Linked DNA regions of Mus musculus: region 1 is linked to region 2. The links are chromatin contacts, called in public HiChIP or PLAC-seq maps. All regions are on one chromosome and are shown on one strand. The core of a region is the stretch at or near the end of the contact, and the rest is flanking DNA. Distances in the headings are between cores, read along the strand shown.

Region 1 (4,436 bases), core at 1,356-3,855, 200 kb after region 2:
TGATAAGTGGATATTAGCCCAGAAACTTAGGATACCCAAGATATAAGATACAATTTGCTAAACACATGAAACTCAAGAAGAACATAGACCAAAGTGTGGACACTTTGCCCCTTTTTAGAATTGGGTTCAAAACACCCATGGAAGGAGTTACAGAGACAAAATCTGGAGCTGTGACGAAAGGATGGACCATCTAGAGACTGCCACATCCGGGGATCCATCCCATAATCAGCTTCCAAACGCTGACACCATTGCATACACTAGCAAGATTTTGCTGTAAGGACCCAGATATAGCTGTCTCTTGTGAGACTATGCCAGGGCCTAGCAAACACAGATGTGGATGCTCACAATCAGCTATTGGATGGATCACAGGGCCCCCAATGGAGGAGCTAGTGAAAGTACCCAAGGAGATAAAGGGAACTGTAACCCTATAGGTGGAACAACAATATGAACGAACCAATATCCCGGAGCTCTTGTCTCTAGCTGCATATGTATCAAAAGTTGGTCTAATCAGCATCACTGGAAAGAGAGGCCCATTGGACTTGCAAACTTTATATGCCCCAGTACAGGGGAACGCCAGGGCCAAAAAGTGGGAGTGGGTGGGTAGGGGAGTGGGGGGGGTGGGTATGGGGGACTTTTGGGATAGCATTGGAATGTAAATGAGGAAAATACCTAATAAAAAATATATTAAAAAAATTCAGGTGACAGCAAATGCTGTTGAAGATGTGGAGAAAGAGGAACACTCCACCATTGTTGGTGGGATTGCAAGTTTGTACAACCACTCTGGAAATCAGTCTGGCGGTTCCTCAGAAAATTGGACATAGTTCTACCAGAGGATCCCGCAATACCTCTCCTGGGCATATATCCAGAAGATGTCCCAACCGGTAAGAAGGACACATGCTCCACTATGTTCATAGCAGCCTTATTTATAATAGCCAGAAGCTGGAAAGAACCCAGATGCCCCTCAACAGAGGAATGGATGTAGAAAATGTGGTACATTTACACAATGGAGTACTACTCAGCTATTAAAAAGAATGAATTTTGATATTCCTAGGCAAATGGATGGACCTGGAGGGCATCATCCTGAGTGAGGTAACCCTATCACAAAGGAACTCACACAATATGTACTCACTGATAAGTGGATATTAGCCCAGAAACTTAGAATACCCAAGATACAAGATACAATTTGCAAAACACATAAAACTCAAGAGGAACAAAGACCAACGTGTGGACACTTTGCCCCTTCTTAGAATTGGAAACAAAACACCCTTGGAAGGAGTTACAGAGACAAAGTTTGGAGCTGAGACAAAAGGATGGACCATCTAGAGACTGCCATACCTGGGGATCCATCCCATAATCTGCCTCCAAACACTGACACCATTGCATACACCAGCAAGATTCTGCTGAAAGGACCCTGATATAGCTGTCTCCTGTGAGTCTATGCCAGGGCCTGGCAGACACTGAAGTGGATGCTCACAGTGAGCTACTTGACGGAACACAGGCCCCCAATAGAGGACCTAGAGAAAGTACCCAAGGAACTAAAGGGGTCTGCAGTCCTATAGGTGGAACAACAATATGAATTAACCAGTACCCCCCAGAGCTCTTGTCTCTAGCTGCATATGTATCAGAAGATGGCCTAGTTGGCCATCATTGGGAAGAGAAGCCCCTTGGTCTTGCAAACTTTTTATGCCTCCTTACAGGGGAACGCCAGGGCTTAGAATTGGGAGTGGGTGAGTAGAGGAGTGACGGAGGAGGGCATGGGGGACTTTTGGGATAGCATTTGAAATGTAAATGAAGAAAATACAAAAAATTACAAGTTGGAGCTTCTTCTGGGTATATGTCCAGGAGAGGTTTTGCTGGATCTTCCAGTAGTAATATGTCCTGCTACATCCACTCCAGTTATGTCTGCTTGACAGGTCGAGAGTCCTGGAAGCACTCACAAGGCAAAGAGTTTCAAGGAAACTCAACCTCTTAGAACTTTGGCATTCTCATAACTCATATACTCATACCCTCTTCCCGTGTTAGTCTTGTGTATGGATTCATGTGCTCTCTTTCAGTATTGCTTTATTATAAGTGCCTTTTAAGATTGAATTCTGACATAGCTAAGCCTTCGCCAGTGTTCCAATGTCCTAGAAAATCCTTGAAGCAGACAAACTTGGAATTCAGTAGGAATTCAGTGAGAAGGTTATCTATTCAGTAACATTCAAATTTACTTCTAGTAGAGATGGTGAAACTAATTAGGCATTACAAAGAACAGAGCTGGAATAGCTCAGGGCTAGTCTGCAGAGTGATTACTTAGGACAGTAGCCAGTCTTACCCAAACAAGGGAATACACAATGGCCTAGCTAATAGATGGGTTTACAATGAAAGAGTTAGGGAATCCCACTGAGACAGGAATCTTCACTACAGCCAGGTATAGGAGGCTACATTGCATATTAGAAGCAAGTTGGTGAATTCTTCTGACAAATGGAGATTCCCCACAGATACTTTAAAGAACAGCCAAGTTACACTCTTGCAAGAATTTATCAAGGCCTAGGAAATAGGGGGTCTGTGTTATTGCATTAGTCATGAGAAGGTCTGCAAGAGCAGAACCCCCTGGTGCTAGCTTTCACAAGGCTCAAAGGAGTAGCACAGATTGTGATTAGGGTGTGAAATCCTCACCTGTCATTAGCTGACCCTAGGCAGGGTTGTTTTATCTTTACTGTAAACATCTACCTGGTTCCTGTAAGTCCTTTTGAAGTCATTCCTTTGTTTTGTGTCAGGTAACTTCAATGTACTTTTCCTGCGGTGACATCCTACCCCTTTGTTTTCTGTATTATATAAGACTGGTGTTCATTTTGTGAAAATGCACTCAGATTCTACACAATCTCTCCTGTTGCTTCTGTTTGTCATTCCTTGTCCACCTGTAACTAGAGACCCATTCTACGAAGACATGGACCAAAAAGGGTCTGTGGCAATGTCCTATTTTGGGAGGGACTGCCAGACTGATTTCCAGAGTGCTTGTACCATCTTGCAATCCCACCAGCAATGGAGTAGTGTTCCTCTTTCTCCACATCCTCACCAGCATCTGCTTTCACATGAATTTTTGATCTTAGCCATTCTGACTGGTGTGAGATGGAATCTCAGGATTGTTTTGATTTGCATTTCCCTGATGACTAAGGATGTTCAACATTTTTTCAGGTGCTTCTTGGCCATTTGAGATTTCTCAGTTGAGAATTCTTTGTTTGGCTCTGTACCCATTTTTAATAGGATTACTTGAGTCTCTGGAGTCTATCTTCTTGAGTTCTTTGTATATATTGGATATTAGCCCTCTTTTGGATTTAGGATTGGTAAAGATCTTTTGCCAATCTGTTGGTTGCTGTTTTGTCCTATTGACAGTGTCCTTTGGTTTACAGAAGCTGTGCAATTTTATGAATTTTATGGATGGTTTTGGCTTCTCTGTCAAAGATCAAATGTGGGTCTATTTCTGGGTGTTCAATTCTATTCCATTGAGCTACCTGCCAATATCTGTACCAATACTATGTGATTTTTATCAATATTGCTCTGTAGTACAGTTTAAGGTCAGTGATTCCCCTAGAAGTTCTTTTATTCTTGAGAATAGTTTTCACTATCCTGAGTTTTTTGTTATTCCCAGATGTATCTTTTTACCTATGTTAAAAATTGAGTTGGAATTTTGATGGGTTTTTGCATTGAATTTGTAGGTTGCTCTAATAAAAGCAATATACAGCAAACCGATAGCCAACATCAAACTAAATGGTGAGAAACTTGAAGCAATCCCACTAAAATCAGGGACAAGACATGGCTGCCCACTCTCCCCCTATCTATTTAATACAGTTCCTGATGTTCTAGCCAGAGCAATTAGACAACAAAAAGAGGTCAAAGGGATACAAATTGGAAAGGAAGAAGTCAAAATATCAATACTTGCAGATGATATGATCGTATACTTAAGTGACCCCAAAACTTCCACCTGAAAACTCTTACAGCTCATAAACAACTTCTGCAAAGTGGCTGGATATAAAATTAACTCAAACAAATCAGTAGCCTTCCTCTACTTAAAGGATACACAGACTGAGAAAGAAATTAGGAAAATGACACCTTTTATAATAGTCACAAATAATATAAAATATCTTGGTGTGATTCTAACCAAACAAGTGAAAGATCTATATGACAAGAACTTCAAGTCTCTGAAGAAAGAAATTGAAGAAGATCTCAGAAGATGCAAAGATCTCCCATGCTCATTGACTGGCATAATTAACATAGTAAAAAAATGGCCTTAAATCTTTACTGTGATACTTTCCCTGTACTGTTCCACATCCTGTCAACTATAATATACTCTGATTAATCTTCTGTGCCCAAATATATAATTTAAGCCTTGCTCAAACACCACAATCATGAGTATGTCATGTTATCTGCTATACCTTGTCATCATGAATACATAA
Region 2 (4,675 bases), core at 1,168-3,667:
GATCCACCCCATAATCAGCATCCAAACGCTGACACCATTGCATACACTAGCAAGATTTTATCGAAAGGACCCAGATGTAGCTGTCTCTTGTGAGACTATGCCGGGGCCTAGCAAACACAGAAGTGGATGCTCACAGTCAGCTAATGGATGGATCACAGGGCTCCCAATGGAGGAGCTAGAGAAAGAACCCAAGGAGCTAAAGGGATCTGCAACCCTATAGGTGGAACAACATTATGAACTAACCAGTACCCCGGAGCTCTTGACTCTAGCTGCATATGGATCAAAAGATGGCCTAGTCGGCCATCACTGGAAAGAGAGGCCCATTGGACACACAAACTTTATATGCCCCAGTACAGGGGAACGCCAGGGCCAAAAAGGGGGAGTGGGTGGGTAGGGGAGTGGGGGTGGGTGGGTATGGGGGACTTTTGGTATAGCATTGGAAATGTAAATGAGCTAAATACCTAATAAAAAATGGAAAAACAAAAAAATACAAACAAAAAAAAACATACAATTCTACTCCTCCGATATTCACCTAAAAGAAAATGTTCATGCCTACTCAAAAATTTCTAAATGAATACCCAGACAAGCTTTACTTATAAACAATCCAAAGATCAATTAAAAAGCCAGCAGAAAATCTGAGGGACAACCATACAACTGAATGCCATGCAACAATGAAAAAAAAAAAAAAAAAAAAAAAGAACTTCTAACAAGGGTTCATCTCAAAAGCACAGAGTGAAGAAAAACAGATCCAAAGCAATTATATACTGTATGATTCTATTTACGGGAACTTCTGATGGGAACAGCTGCAGAGATCCAAAGGTACGCACAGAAAGATCAATCCATCGTTTTTACAATAATCCAGATGGAAAATGCTAAATCAGGGTGGCTGCAAAGATATGAGAAATGGTCCAGTTCTGAATCTATCTCAGAGAGAAAGTCAGCATAGTTTTCTAAAGAACTCAATGAACTATGCAAATAAATGAAGCTGGCTGGACATGGGCAGGAGGAGAGATGAAATTCCGATTGATTGAGATGGTGAAACTGATGGGTGGAGCAGCCTGAGGGAGAGGATGCGGCTGGAATGTGTTCGGTCTGAAATGCCCATCAGATGTCTAAATTAAGGCAGTAAACCAGCAAGTGGGTGTGCAGAAAGATCACTGCACTGCAGATGGAAGATTGGGAGCTTTTTACCTCATTGCTCCAAAGAACGAGCTGAAATGAGTTTAAATAAGCAGACACATAGAGAGATATTTTTACTGTCTGGTAACAGAGAATCTGTTTTTTCAAAGAAAAGCGGTTTGGGGACATTGGTGACAAGTAGGGTCAGGGAAACTTAGTAGTAAATGTCTTTGCTACAGTCATCAACGCCTTCCATACTTAGTAAGTTCTGCAGATCTGATCCTGTGCAGTACTGGATAGCCTGTCACCAGTACTGGTCAGGATCACCATTGGATGTCAATATCTACTTAACCCACCCACCCAGAAGACAGAAGAGCCGTAATCACCTGAAAGCTGCTCTCCAGCAGTCTCTACCAACTTGCCACTTCCACAGCCTCTGCAATATGCCCCTGGACAGGGCAGTCCTTAGCTCCTCCAAGTTAGCAGGTTCTGTTACTTCTCAAATTGCATTTGGTGACTTCGTTCTTAAAAGGCATATCTGAAACCAAAGGGAAGTAACTGCCTAACTGTGGGGTGGGAGAAGCTATCAGGAATAGCTGCAATTTGTGTGGTATGACTTGATAAAGGGGGGTGGGGCGGGACTCTCTCTTCAGATTCCTGAAATTCCACCATTATTATGAAAGACGCAAGAAAAATGCCTAATTTAATTTGGATGGGCAGTAATCAGGAGAAATGAGAAACTGTAGATAAGGAAGGAAGGAGAGGAGTTCACACACACGGACACACACACACACACACACACACACACACACGGGGTTGGGGGTGGAGGCAAGACACACACCTCAGGATGGCACATATTTTGTTAACATGAGTTCCATTTGGCTCACTCCTAACACCTAGCACCTAGTAGGCCCAGAAATGAACACGTTCATTCTCACCTTTCACCATTTGAGGAAGCTGACAAAACACACCCCCTCCAAAAATAAAAATCTGAAATGAAAAATAAAGGACCAGTTCTGTTAATAGCTTTAATTTATTCTCCCAGGAATCACTTGTTGAGCTAAAAGGAATTTAAGCCATTTCTGCAAAGTCTAAAAGCTCCATGGAAGTGATATTTCGATATTAGTTGTGTCTCAAATTCCTGTGAATCAGGGTACCAAGGGGCCTAATGCAGAGGATAACTGGGCCCCTAGACCCCAACGCCAAAAGGCGCGCCTTCCCGCGTGGTTGGAAGCCTGGGCAGGGCGCTTGCGCCTCCCTCTCTCTCCTCCGCCCCCCTTCGCCCTACTTCTCCTCCCTTTTTCCTCCTCCTGTGGCTGCTGCTGCAGCCAGACCTCGCCAGTTCAGACCTACCAGGCTGCCCTCCCCTACGCACTCCTTCGCTGCCCGGGCAGGAAAGTTGCGCGGCCCCCCCGCAGGTAGGAGCCCAAAGCCGAGGTCGCAAGATCTGCGCTATACCAGCGAGAGCTATACCGGGAAGTATGGTAGGGCGACCCAAGAACTGTCCCCGACTGTGAAACTGTACAGAGAAGATGGAGGTGGACTTGCTGGTCTGGGATCACAATCTGTCAGCCTGTGCCAGTACTTGGGTGACATTTGTTGGGATAGGTAGAGTAAGCGCGCTATCAACCCAGAGAGTTTTGCTGGTGACTCTGGTCTCTAGGTTCCGTGACTGAGGTATGGGATTTGAAAGGCACCTGGATTGCCCAGCGGTTGGTTGGAAGCTAAAGCGCTCAAGGACTCCCGCTGACAGACGCCTTACATCTAAGAAAGCTGAGCTCACTTCCCTGCAGGCATCAGGCTAGGAACCCCCTCCCCCAAACTGGTTCCCTGTGCTGCAAAGCTGTCTGAAGTCCTCCTACCTTAGGCAGCCTAGACCCTGTGCATAGCACATTTTGAGACCTGAGAACGAGGGGAAAAGGGATCAGTGACTTTGAGCTGCTGATTGTGCGCCAAGAGTGTGTATGGAAATGGAGCTTTAAGAGTGGGAACTAGAGAAGTCACCCTGCAGTGAGTTAGAAGCTCTGTGGGGTATTCTATCGGGAACTGTGAGATCGATAGCTCTTCGAGTTTTGTTTGGGTATTTTAGACTTTTTTTTTTTAAGACAATAAAGTCTGCGGGCATATAACTGATACTGGTTTGCAGGTATCTTTCGCTGAGCTGGGTGGAACTTCAGGTACAGCTGAGCCGTGGGTGGGTACTCTACAGTTTCAGAAAATAGACAGATGCTGCGCCCCCGTTTCCACCTCCAAGGGGGAAGAGGGATGGAATCGATCATATTCTATATCCCCTTTTGACTACCGTTTTCTGGAGCTTTATGAGTAGGTGTGGTATAAACACACGCTGAACAACCTTGGTACAGGATGGATGCAGTGAAGTAATGCATTTCTACTGTAGTTTCTCCTGTCTTGCTTATTTGGGTGGCTGGTGAGAAAGCAGACTGGAAGGAGGGTATTTGGAGCTCTCCATTCTCCTTTTCTTGTCAGTTTCTTCACTGATAAAGTTTTGATTTTCTAGGCAGTTGATACTAAACATCTCTTTGTCCCATTTCCCGTAGAGAATCACGATGTTGCAAACACTTTTCCTAACTATGCTGACTCTGGCGCTGGTCAAGTCACAGTACACCGAGGAAACCATCACATACACGGTAAGGCATGATGACATTTGAGATACAAGAATTGAGTAGTAGTCTGGGATACAAGAATTAACTGGTCTCTGCCAGGACAAGTGGGCAGTATTCTGCGAAGCAAAATAAATTAAACAACACTTTAATATGACTCAGGTTTAGGACTCCTGGTAAATCGTGCTGGGTCTTTTCAAAGGTGCATCTAGATCACCTGCGATGAATGGTTTGTAAGCTAGATGCAAAATAAAATGATTTGTGCAAAGCCAAAAATGAACTCTTTTAAAATTCAAATCTGTGTAAGCTCCATATTTCGAAGACATGCAATGAATTGATGGGTTTGAGGACTCTGGGAGCCTGGGTATGTGCAGATGCAATCAATATATGCAGAATAACACGCAAAGCAAATAAGAATGTATGGTGTAATTACACTAGCTCATCTGTGCCTGTCCTCGTGAAGTTCTCATTCTTGGATTCAGAAAGGCTGTCTATTCATGTAAAAGTACTGCAGATAGTTTAACTGTCACCAGCAGACAGTATTTGCCAACGTGGATTTAAAGCACACTGTGTGCATCTTGGTCTTGCAACTTCTATTTGCATCTCTGGCATTTCTTAGTCATATTTGGCCAGTTAGTTGCGTCAGTATAACCAATGTTTAATAAAATATTTAAAATATCATCTAATCCCTCCCACAGCCCTAAATAGACATGTCAGGAGAGGGCAGAGCAGGCTCATGTGGCTGGGATGAGGCCTTTGTTCTGTGTTGTTTTCTAACTCTCATTCAGTGTTCTGAGATGAATGACATTTGTCCTGGGTGAGTATATGAAAAACACATTTTCATACTTCTTTCCAATTCTTAAAATTAAGTAATCCTATTCAAAAGAGTATAAATGTTTTTAAAGTAAAACTCAGAAGTGAGCTAATATCAATTA

Evidence for each region. HiChIP or PLAC-seq counts read pairs in DNA pulled down with a chosen protein or histone mark.
Region 1: a contact with region 2 is called in an H3K27ac HiChIP or PLAC-seq map of embryonic stem cells, with 2.8 times the contacts expected there. The contact joins the enhancer-like site here to the promoter of Efemp1 in region 2. A contact is called at or near these places in 8 of 39 promoter capture datasets (the 3T3-L1 cell line, 3T3-L1-derived adipocytes, cranial neural crest and 3 more), 2 of 484 Hi-C or Micro-C datasets (the 3T3-L1 cell line and 3T3-L1-derived adipocytes), 2 of 115 datasets of contacts at active chromatin or transcription factors (embryonic stem cells and epiblast stem cells) and 1 of 9 other capture datasets (embryonic stem cells).

What each region holds. Positions count from the first base shown.
Region 1 is chr11:29,045,801-29,050,236 of GRCm38.p6, forward strand. No RefSeq gene overlaps it. Among named protein-coding and RNA genes, the nearest start is that of Pnpt1, 83 kb to the right of the region's middle. Within about 2 kb of position 2,606, at least 11 of the 459 cell types and tissues checked have an H3K27ac peak or open chromatin away from gene starts, as enhancers often do. A contact at or near this core is called in embryonic stem cells and epiblast stem cells, where this site is marked.
Region 2 is chr11:28,850,788-28,855,462 of GRCm38.p6, forward strand. Efemp1 (epidermal growth factor-containing fibulin-like extracellular matrix protein 1) reads left to right here and starts at 2,418. Exons shown (of 11, transcript NM_146015.2): 1 at 2,418-2,537; 2 at 3,678-3,767. The coding sequence starts at 3,687. It overlaps Gm34185 (a long non-coding RNA gene), which reads right to left and starts at 1,721. Exons shown (of 3, transcript XR_381120.2): 1 at 1,506-1,721.